Regions from separate parts of the Sus scrofa genome. Here region 2 is linked to region 1. A link is a contact called in public Hi-C data. All regions are on one chromosome and are shown on one strand. Each heading gives the region's core, a stretch centred on a gene start, on an enhancer-like site or on the middle of the called end of the contact. The rest is flanking DNA. Distances are from core to core; before and after follow the strand shown.

Region 1 (4,212 bases), core at 452-2,951:
GTCTGGGCTGCTTCTTAGACCATAGACAAGCTGTAGTAACCTCTTCAGCCCTCAGTTTCTCCAACTGTAAAAAGGGGCTGAAGTCAGTGGGCATGATAGACCCACCGTCCCCCCCAAAAGCAGAGCCCTGGCCCCTCCCAAGACCCCCTCGCTCGGGGCTGGCGCTGCCTACCTTCAGGGACCTGATTTCCTTCCTCCCGGGAGACAGAAGTAGGTTGACAGAGATCAGCTCCAGGAATTCCAGTGCGCGCACCAGTTTGTGGCAGATGTGCTGGGCAGAGCTGGGAGCCCCCTGCGAGTGAGGGGGCTCCAGGTCAGGGGCCACATCCTCCGGCAGACAGAGCTGGGGCGGGGCCCGCATGCCCAGGAGCTGCTGGGCCCTGCGGATGAGGGCTGCTTGCCTGCAGACCCTGAGCTGGCCCTCCTCTGCCCTGTCCGTGTAGTAGCCGATGAGGTCATCCAGGAGGGGTTCAGGAGCACCCCTGTCTGGGCCTGGGAGTCGGGACCCACTCATGGTGGCGCTGAGGGGCTGGATGAGAGTCCTCTGGGCTGCCCAGGCCAGCCCGCCTCTGTCCCATCCCCCAGCTGAGTCAGGAAGCCGAGGAGGAAGTGGTGCGAGCAAAAGAGAAAGCTGTGCAGGGTGGCTGCTTGTTACTCTGGAAGTGGCTGGGGTTCTGCTCATCTCCTCCCAGTGCAGCAGAGTCAAGGTCAGGCCGGATCCTCGCCTCGCCTCCAGAGCAAATGGGGAAGTGCACTGGTGCCTGCATCCTCCACACGCCACATGGGTGCTGCTGGACGTTTGGCATTGTCACAGCCTGGGGCCAGAGAGAGCCAGAGAGGCCCTTGTCCATCGCAAGTGCCCCTTCCTCCTATTTATGAATGAGGAGACCAAGGCAGCGAGAGCAAGAGCTGGGATGGGAGCCCAAGGACAGGAGTTTCTTATTGCTGCTTGTAATGAATTACTGTAAATTTAATGGCTTAAAATAACACAACTTAATTATAATTCTAGAGGTGAGAAGCCCCATGTCATGGTTGGGCCGGTTCCTTTTGGAGCTTCTAGGGAAGAAGCCATTTCCTCGCCTTTTGTACCTGCTGGAGCCCCCGCAGTCCTTGGCTTGTGGCCCCTTCCTCCATGTTCAGAGCCAGCTCTGTAGCATTGCGCAATCTCTCTCCTGTCTCTGCTTCAGTTTCTTTTCTCCTCCTTTGACCCTGTGGCCTCCCTCTCATAGGACCTCTGTGCTTCTCCTGGGCCCACCTGGACAGCTCAGGCTAATGACCTCATCTCAAGGGCCTTCTTAACCTAATCACACCTTCAAAGTCCCTTTGCCAAGGAAGGTGACATACTCACAGGTTCTGGGATTAGGGCCTGGCCGTCTTTGTGGGGCTGTTTTCAGCAGACTACACCAAGTCTGTCTGATAGCCAAGGCTCTGCTTTTCCTTAATACCGAAGACTTGCAGGAGCACCCAACAGGAGTGGCAGGTTTGGGGATGGGTTCCAGGCCGTTGAGTCATCTTGAAGGGTGGTCACTAGACCATGGGGTAGGGCAGGGGATCTGAAACCAAAGGGTTTAAATGATCTCTCTCTGGCCTCATTTGCTCCCTGAGGAGGGGTGTGGAATTGTTAACATTTCACAAAGTGGTACACACAATTCAACAATATATGATTCTTCTCTTGCTTTTAGTTGCTTTTTTTTTTTTTTTTTTTTTTGGTCTGTTTTTCGGGCCACACCTGCGGCATATGCATGTTCCCAGGCTAGGGATCCATTCGCAGCTGTAGCTGCCGGCCTACACCACAGCCACAGCAACATGGGATCTGAGCTGCGTCTGCGACCTACACCACAGCTCACCAATGCCGGATCCTTAACCCACTGAGTGAGGCCAGGGATTGAACCCGTGTCCTCATGGATGCTAGTTGGTTTCGTTAACCACTAAGCCATTACGGGAACTCCTCTTTTGGTTACTTGTTGACTTAACCGCTTCACTCCTTCTGGACACCCTAGTCCTCAGCTGCTGGGAAGCCCATCGTGACTGCGAACTGCCTTCCGTCCCTGTCTCTCCAGGGTTGCCCAGGATCATGGGGGAACGCTGGCAGGGTGCCTGGATCCATTCCCTTCTGTGGCGTCTTGTGCACCGGTCAGCCCGGCTGCTCCAGGGCCTGCCTCCTCCACTTGGGGCCACTGCAGTCTCTTGAACTATCTCGTTAGTCACACTTCCTGGGCCCTCAGGGAGTGGCTGGCTTGGTGAGAGCCTGCTTTCTCTGCCTGCCAGAGTGACTTGCTTTGGGGATAAGGCAGGGGCAGAAGGAGGATAGAGGATGCTGGAGATTTGCAGGGGCTGCTTTGGCTTAGGGTGGGCTGATGGGGGATGTTCTGAGGCCCAGAGAAGGGAAGGGTCTGGCCCAAGGTCACAGGGGCCCCCAGGACTGGAACCGGGCTTTGTAGCCACCTTCCCTCCTCCTCTCGGGTGATTCCTGCTGCTCACATGTGGCGGATGCCATGGGCGCTCTGTCCACAGGCCTTGGAACGTGCCCGGCCCGTGGCAGTGGCCTCATCAGCCAGCAGCTGCAGCGCCCCTGTCTGAAGACTTTATTTGGCTAGAAGAGCCCACTTGGTGCACAAAGGGCAGGGATTAACATTCTCTGGGGAACAGCCTCAATGACCTTTGAGTGTGAGAGCCGCTGTGTGAGTGATCCATCTCCCTCAGGCGGTTAACAGAGGTGTGCTCTGCTCGTTCTCGTGGAGTTGCCCGTGGCGGCAACCTGTTTGATGACATGCTGCACACGCTTCCTCCCTTCCTGGTTTCACTGCCCCCTCCCTGGTAGTGCTCCTGGGGTCTCCTCCCCCATTAACCCCTTGTACCCACATCCTATCCCAGGGTCTGGTCCTGCCCCCCACCTCCTGCCCCGCTCCCATTGTCCTGGGAATTTGCCTTCAGGTCCTGTCTCCTTGGGGCCTTCATGGCCTTGCTGTCCAGCGAGCCCCCCCTTGGTCCAGCCCCTCCAGCCCCTGGTGGAGAGAGGTGGCCAGTCTCCATGTGGGAGTGTGCACAGGTCTCTGTGTAGCAATGTGCACAAAGACTGTGGATGTGGCTTTATAGGTGGACAGGCCATTGCATGTCGCAGTGGACACAAGGCATGTTGGAGATGGAAGAGGCAGTAAATACCGAGCCCAACAGTCCCCCTGGGCCAGTGGGATCCTAAGTGTGGTGTTGGAACTGGATGTCGGGGTGCGGTGGTTCAGGTTGGGGTCAGCAGGTGGCTGGGCACTATCGCCATGAAGGCTGCTCCATCCATTCCCAGGAGCAGGGGCCTTGCAGCATGGGGGTGGCACCTGAGCCAGGCACAGTGGTGCTTAGAAGAACAGAGGAGTGACTGTTTTGCATACAGCGACGGGGGCTTGGCTATCTGGCTGTGCCCAAGGAGAGATGATGGAGGGCAGAAGTCACTCCCAGAAATGGAACGCCTGAATGCTTTCAACCTATGGAGCATCCAAGGGAGACAGAGAGGCCCAGGACCTAAAAAGGTTCTGTCTACAGCTGTGAGTGTCAGTGTCTGAAAGTGGGAGAAGGGAGTCTGCTCATCCGTGGGGTTCATTTGCTCTGAACAGTGGTGGCAGGCAGCCAGCAGGTGGCAGTGTGGGCCTGGCGTGGAGATGCTTGGGCGCAGCACTGTTGGGACCTGGGAGTGGGCTGTACCTTCCTTAGGCTTGCATCCCGCTGTCAGGGCACTCGGGAGTTTAGGACTGCGCTAGTGGGCTCTACTTGAGTTCCTGTGGGAGGGAACAGTGGCAGAGGGAGGGAACCAGCCTCTGTTGGCCAAGGGATCAACGACCAAAGCCAAGGTCTTATGGCAAGCACAGACAGGAAGAGAATTTCTGCAGAAGGGGAGAAAACAACTTCTTTCATCCTGATTACATCCCCTGTCCCCTGCTTCCTGGTAGTCAAAGCCATCTGGGTGCGGAGAGCCAACTGCTGTCCAAGTGAGATGTGCAATCCTTGGTGTTGCTGGAGTCGAGTCCAGAGGTTTAGGGCCAAATCTGGGAGAAAAGATGCTGAGTTTCAGAGAGGTTAAAAGATTAACTCGGGTGAGTCAGGGACAACCCCAATAGCCTCTTCAATAGGAAGATGACAAGGCCTCAATGGCTGTGCTAATTTGGGGAGAAGGAACATATTTTCAGCTTGCTGCTGTTTACTGTTTCAAGTTTCAGATGGTGC
Region 2 (4,212 bases), core at 981-3,480, 110 kb after region 1:
TGTCTCCCGAGGCCACCATGGAAGTGGGCGAGCTTATGGGGAAGGAGGCCTATAGGTTGCTTAAGATCGAGCCCGGGAGGAAGGAGTGTCGCCTGGGTCAGCCTGGGAAAGGGGAGGACTGAAGCTTGGGTTGGGAAGTCAGGGTCGTCGATGGCTGTGCCCAGAGCAAGTTAAAGGGAAAGGAGTGGAGACGAGGGGCTGGCGGAGGGGAGTGAGGAGTGAGCCCAGCTCCCTTTCCCAGCCTCACAGTGGGTGAAGCAGAGAAACGGAGGCTTTTTGGTTTTGTTTTAAGGCTGTGCCGGCACGTGTGTGTGCTTTGGGGGACCCTGGCAGCAGGGAAGCTGGGCGATGCTGGAGGGAGGACGGTCCAGTGGGGACCTCTGTGCGGGATGCAGCACATTCGGTCACTGTTTGTGGAATGAACAAACAAAGGCTCAGCGTTTCCTTCTCCAGCGCGATTAACTCTGCCTTCTCCTGCCAGGGGCTGGGGTGGCCACAGAGGAGCCAGGACCGGCCAGGGCTCTGTCCCTGGTGCCCCAGCCTGACTCCTCCTCACCCCCGCCTGTGTCACTGGCCTGCCCTCGTGCTCTGCGTGTCTGTGGCGTCGGGCCCGGCCCAGGCACCCCTTCCTGCTGGGTATTGGGCTCCGTGCTCAGGCAGACAGGGATGGGGTCTGTCCTGTCACCACCTGCCAGTTCCCTTTGTGCTCTCAGTCCGTGGGGAAGTTGACCCTGCCCTGAAACTCTCTGTTCCTGTTGTCTGTAAACAATGGGGTGGCCGCCTGGGAGTGCCCCCCTGGGTCAGGGAAGGGGCCTCCAGGCAGAGGTTGGCCAGGCCAAGGGAGCAAGGGCCCCCTCAGCATCTCCCACCTGATCTCTGCCACTGCCCAGCCCCAGCTCTAACCCCTCTGGAGGCAAAGGAGGTGCTGGGAGGGCACGAAGCCAGGAAGGTACCATCAGGAGCGAAGGAGGCAGCCAGTGGCCGGCAGGAAACGGGATGGTCTGTGAGACCTGATTAGGGGCTGGAGGCGGAAGCAACAAGGGGACAGTGGGGGTGGGCTGGGAAGTGTGACAATAAGGCCTGGGGACACCTGTGGCCAGGGAGGGGGCATGGTGATGCCCTGCTTGGAGAGATTTAGGCTTGGGGGCTGGCAGACTGGGTTCAGATCCTAGGCTAGCTCATCACTGGCTGTGTGACCCGGGTAGCCCACTTGCTTCTCTGATCCTCTTTCCTGACCTGTGGGCTGGGTTACCAGGTCAGACTTCGCAGTGCTATTGGCAGCACGTGAGTCACTGAAAATAAACGATGGTAATAGCAAGCATTCGATGAACAGGTATTTCTCAAAGTGTGGTCCTCAGGCCACCAGTCTCAGAATCACCTGGGGAGCATGTGTGGGAAATGCAGATTCCTGGGCCCTGCCCCAGGCCGATGGAGTCAGATGGCTGGCAATGGAGCCCTGAGACCTACAGGTTTGTAGTGCCCAGGCTGCACATTTGCATCCTCATGTTTGAGGACCACAGTCTGTGAGCTCTTTTCTCCGGGGCGGGGGCCGGGGGGCGCTTTCAATCCTCAGGACAACCCGGGGAAGGGGGAAGTTTCCTACTGTTATTCCCATTATGCAGATGGGGAAACAGAGCCTGGAAACTGAGTGCTCCCAAGATCACAGAGCTCGTCAGTGGTAGGCTGGAAATTTCCAGCCAGACTTCTGTTTGCAGAGGCCATCTCCTCGCCCACGAAGCTCTCCTGCCTGCTTGAGTCTGGCGCACAGAAGGGGCTTATCAACTGGCGAGCCCGTTCCTCCTTCCCTGCAGTGTGGGAGGCCCAAGGGTGGCACAGGGAAGCCAGGCCACTGGGTCTTTGTCCACGCGCTTCTCCTTACTGGGCTGCCTCCTCTGCGCCCCCACAGCTGCCTCGGACCCCCATCCTCTGCTACAGCTCACTGCCCCATCCACTTCTCTCCTCTGCCCCTCCGCTCCCTCCTCTGTGCCCCCCTGCACCCCCAGTCTTTTACGCAGACCTCTTTCAAGGGCACCCCCTCATTCATCTGCTCATCTCCCCCCGCACCCCACTTGTGTTTCCTTTGTGGGTCTGTTGCTGGGGGGGCTCCTGGTACTGAGTGAGCGCTCTGTAAACGTGGACTTGAAACCACAGGCTCCTAGAAGGGCAGTCAGGCACCGCAGGGTGGAGCTTTGCAGAGACTGCATGGCTGTGTAGGGCGTTGCACTCTGCACGGAGTGAACCCGGGCCTGTGGGCAGAGCCCTGGCAGAGAGCGTGAGCACAGCCCACAGTATCACACAACACATAGAGAGGGGGAGGTTAGGCTTCCCCTAGGAGAAAGTGCCTGGAATGAACTCTGGGGGTTCTATCTGTAGCATGATTTGGTTGCTGAAATGTTTTTCACTTCCTTCTCCTTTTCTCCAGATAATTGCGCAACACCTGCAGCTGATAAGGAGCGTGGGCACCAGGCTCGGGCTTTCCCTGGGCCGGGGGAACGGAGGGGACAGTTGGGTGCTTTGGGTTCCCAAGCTGTTGGGATCGCAGGAGGGAGTGGGGGCTGCCTGGCTGTGAAGCGGGGGCGGAGGCTGTGTAAGCAGACTTCTGAGTTATTTGGGGAAGGCTCCCTGGCTGTGGTGAGGCGAGTGGACACAGCCTTCAGGGGAAGCAGAATGGGGTCCGTGTGGGGTAGGCTTCAGGCGCTCAGGAGGGAGGAGGAGCAGGGGAGGGGTCTCACCCTCACCTGTGGCTCCACAAGGAATTGGGGATGGCTGCTCCCAGCAGGGACTGGGCTGGGCTCACCTGTGGGGCTCAGAGCTGAGCTCAGTGCAGGCACAGAGCAGGGATCATTGGATGAATGAATGAATGAATGCGTGAATGTGTGTGTGGATGAGTGGGTGGCTGGGTCACCAGCTGGCGAGGCAGACACGGGCCTGGGGCCAGTGTACCTGTGGTCCGTGGTATATTCCAGCACATCGTGGGTCCTTTTCTCAAATCCTTCAAGGAGGCACTGGATTGATTAGTCTCTTAGCCCTGCTGGAGGTGAGGACCCAGGGAGGTGAAAGAGTCAGTCCCTTGATAAACTGGAAGACTGGGTTGGAGTGACTTGTGGCCGCTAACCTAGTATGTGTCATCCCGCCCCAGGCTCTGTACCTTATTTTTAATACTCAGGGTGACCCTGAGAGGGGGGTATGGCTCTTCCCCTTTTACAGCCCCAAGCGCCTCAAATCAGGGCTCCAGTGAGTGTGCTGAGCCTTGCTGAACAGCCCAGATCCATCTCGGGCTGAGCTGCTACCCCCACCTGCCTCCGTGCCTTTGTCCATGCTGTTCTTAAACCAAAACCCAAACCAGAACATCCGAAATGGAGTTCCCGCCATGGCATAGTGGGTCAGGAATCCAGCTGGAGTGGCTGGGTTCGCTGTGGAGGCACGGGTTCGATCGGCAGCCTGGCACAGTGGGTTAATGGAGTCGATGTTGCTGCAGCTGTGGCTTGGATTCAGCCGCTGACCCTGGAACTTCCATGCGCCTCAGGTGTGGCCATTAAAACCAACCAACCAACCAACCAGCAACCATGCTCTTCTTGCCACCCAGGGTGCTCTTCCTTCCTCCCTCTGCCAGCCCAGCCCTCCTTCACTCCAAGCTCATACGCACCACCCCTCCACCCGGCCCTCCCAGATTCCCATTCTGGAAAGCATCCCCCCCAACCCCTGCCCCCCCCGGGGGGGGCAAGTTCCAAAGCCTACATGGCCTCTCCCCTCTTTTCTCACTCCAGCCCTGAGAAGTGTACGTACTGTTCATAAGCCCATTTCCCTGAGGAGCGAGCTGAGGCTCAGAGAGGCTGAATAACTTGTCCAAGGTCACACAGGGGCACACGGGAGGGTGTGAGCACGGCCTCTGCACGTGGACGGTGTTTGCTTGGCAGCTGTGTGGCTACAATCGTACGTGCCAGTGCCGCGTGGAGCATGTAAGGTGCTCCTGGGCAGCCGAGCCAGGATTCCGGCCCTCATCTTCCGGTTCGCAGTTGAGCGCTGCGTCTACTCGTCATCCCGCTCCTGGCCACATATCATTGTTGGACAGTGTTTTGTGCCCATTTATGATTGAAAAAATACATTTAATGACCTGCTGGCTTTGCCTAGCTCTGCTTTCGATGTGTCAGACCAATGTGGGCAGAGTGGGTGGGCAGGGGCCAGAGGTGTGTGCCCCATGCTGGGGGTGGT

Evidence for each region. Hi-C and Micro-C count contacts between places; a contact is called where the count stands out from the background.
Region 2: a contact with region 1 is called in a Hi-C map of retroperitoneal adipose tissue, with 1.9 times the contacts expected there. The contact joins the enhancer-like site here to the promoter of LOC110260929 in region 1. A contact is called at or near these places in 2 of 5 promoter capture datasets (both in liver) and 14 of 47 Hi-C or Micro-C datasets (embryonic fibroblasts, fetal heart ventricle, fetal liver and 8 more).

Annotation. Positions count from the first base shown.
Region 1 is chr6:27,215,415-27,219,626 of Sscrofa11.1, reverse strand. LOC110260929 reads right to left here and starts at 1,701. Exons shown (of 2, transcript XM_021093983.1): 1 at 173-1,701. The coding sequence starts at 682. BEAN1 (protein BEAN1) reads right to left here. Exons shown (of 5, transcript XM_021093984.1): 5 at 1,878-4,212.
Region 2 is chr6:27,102,794-27,107,005 of Sscrofa11.1, reverse strand. No RefSeq gene overlaps it. Among named protein-coding and RNA genes, the nearest start is that of CDH5, 3.7 kb to the left of the region's middle. Within about 2 kb of position 2,230, at least 19 of the 83 cell types and tissues checked have an H3K27ac peak or open chromatin away from gene starts, as enhancers often do. A contact at or near this core is called in liver, mesenteric adipose tissue, omental adipose tissue and 2 more, where this site is marked.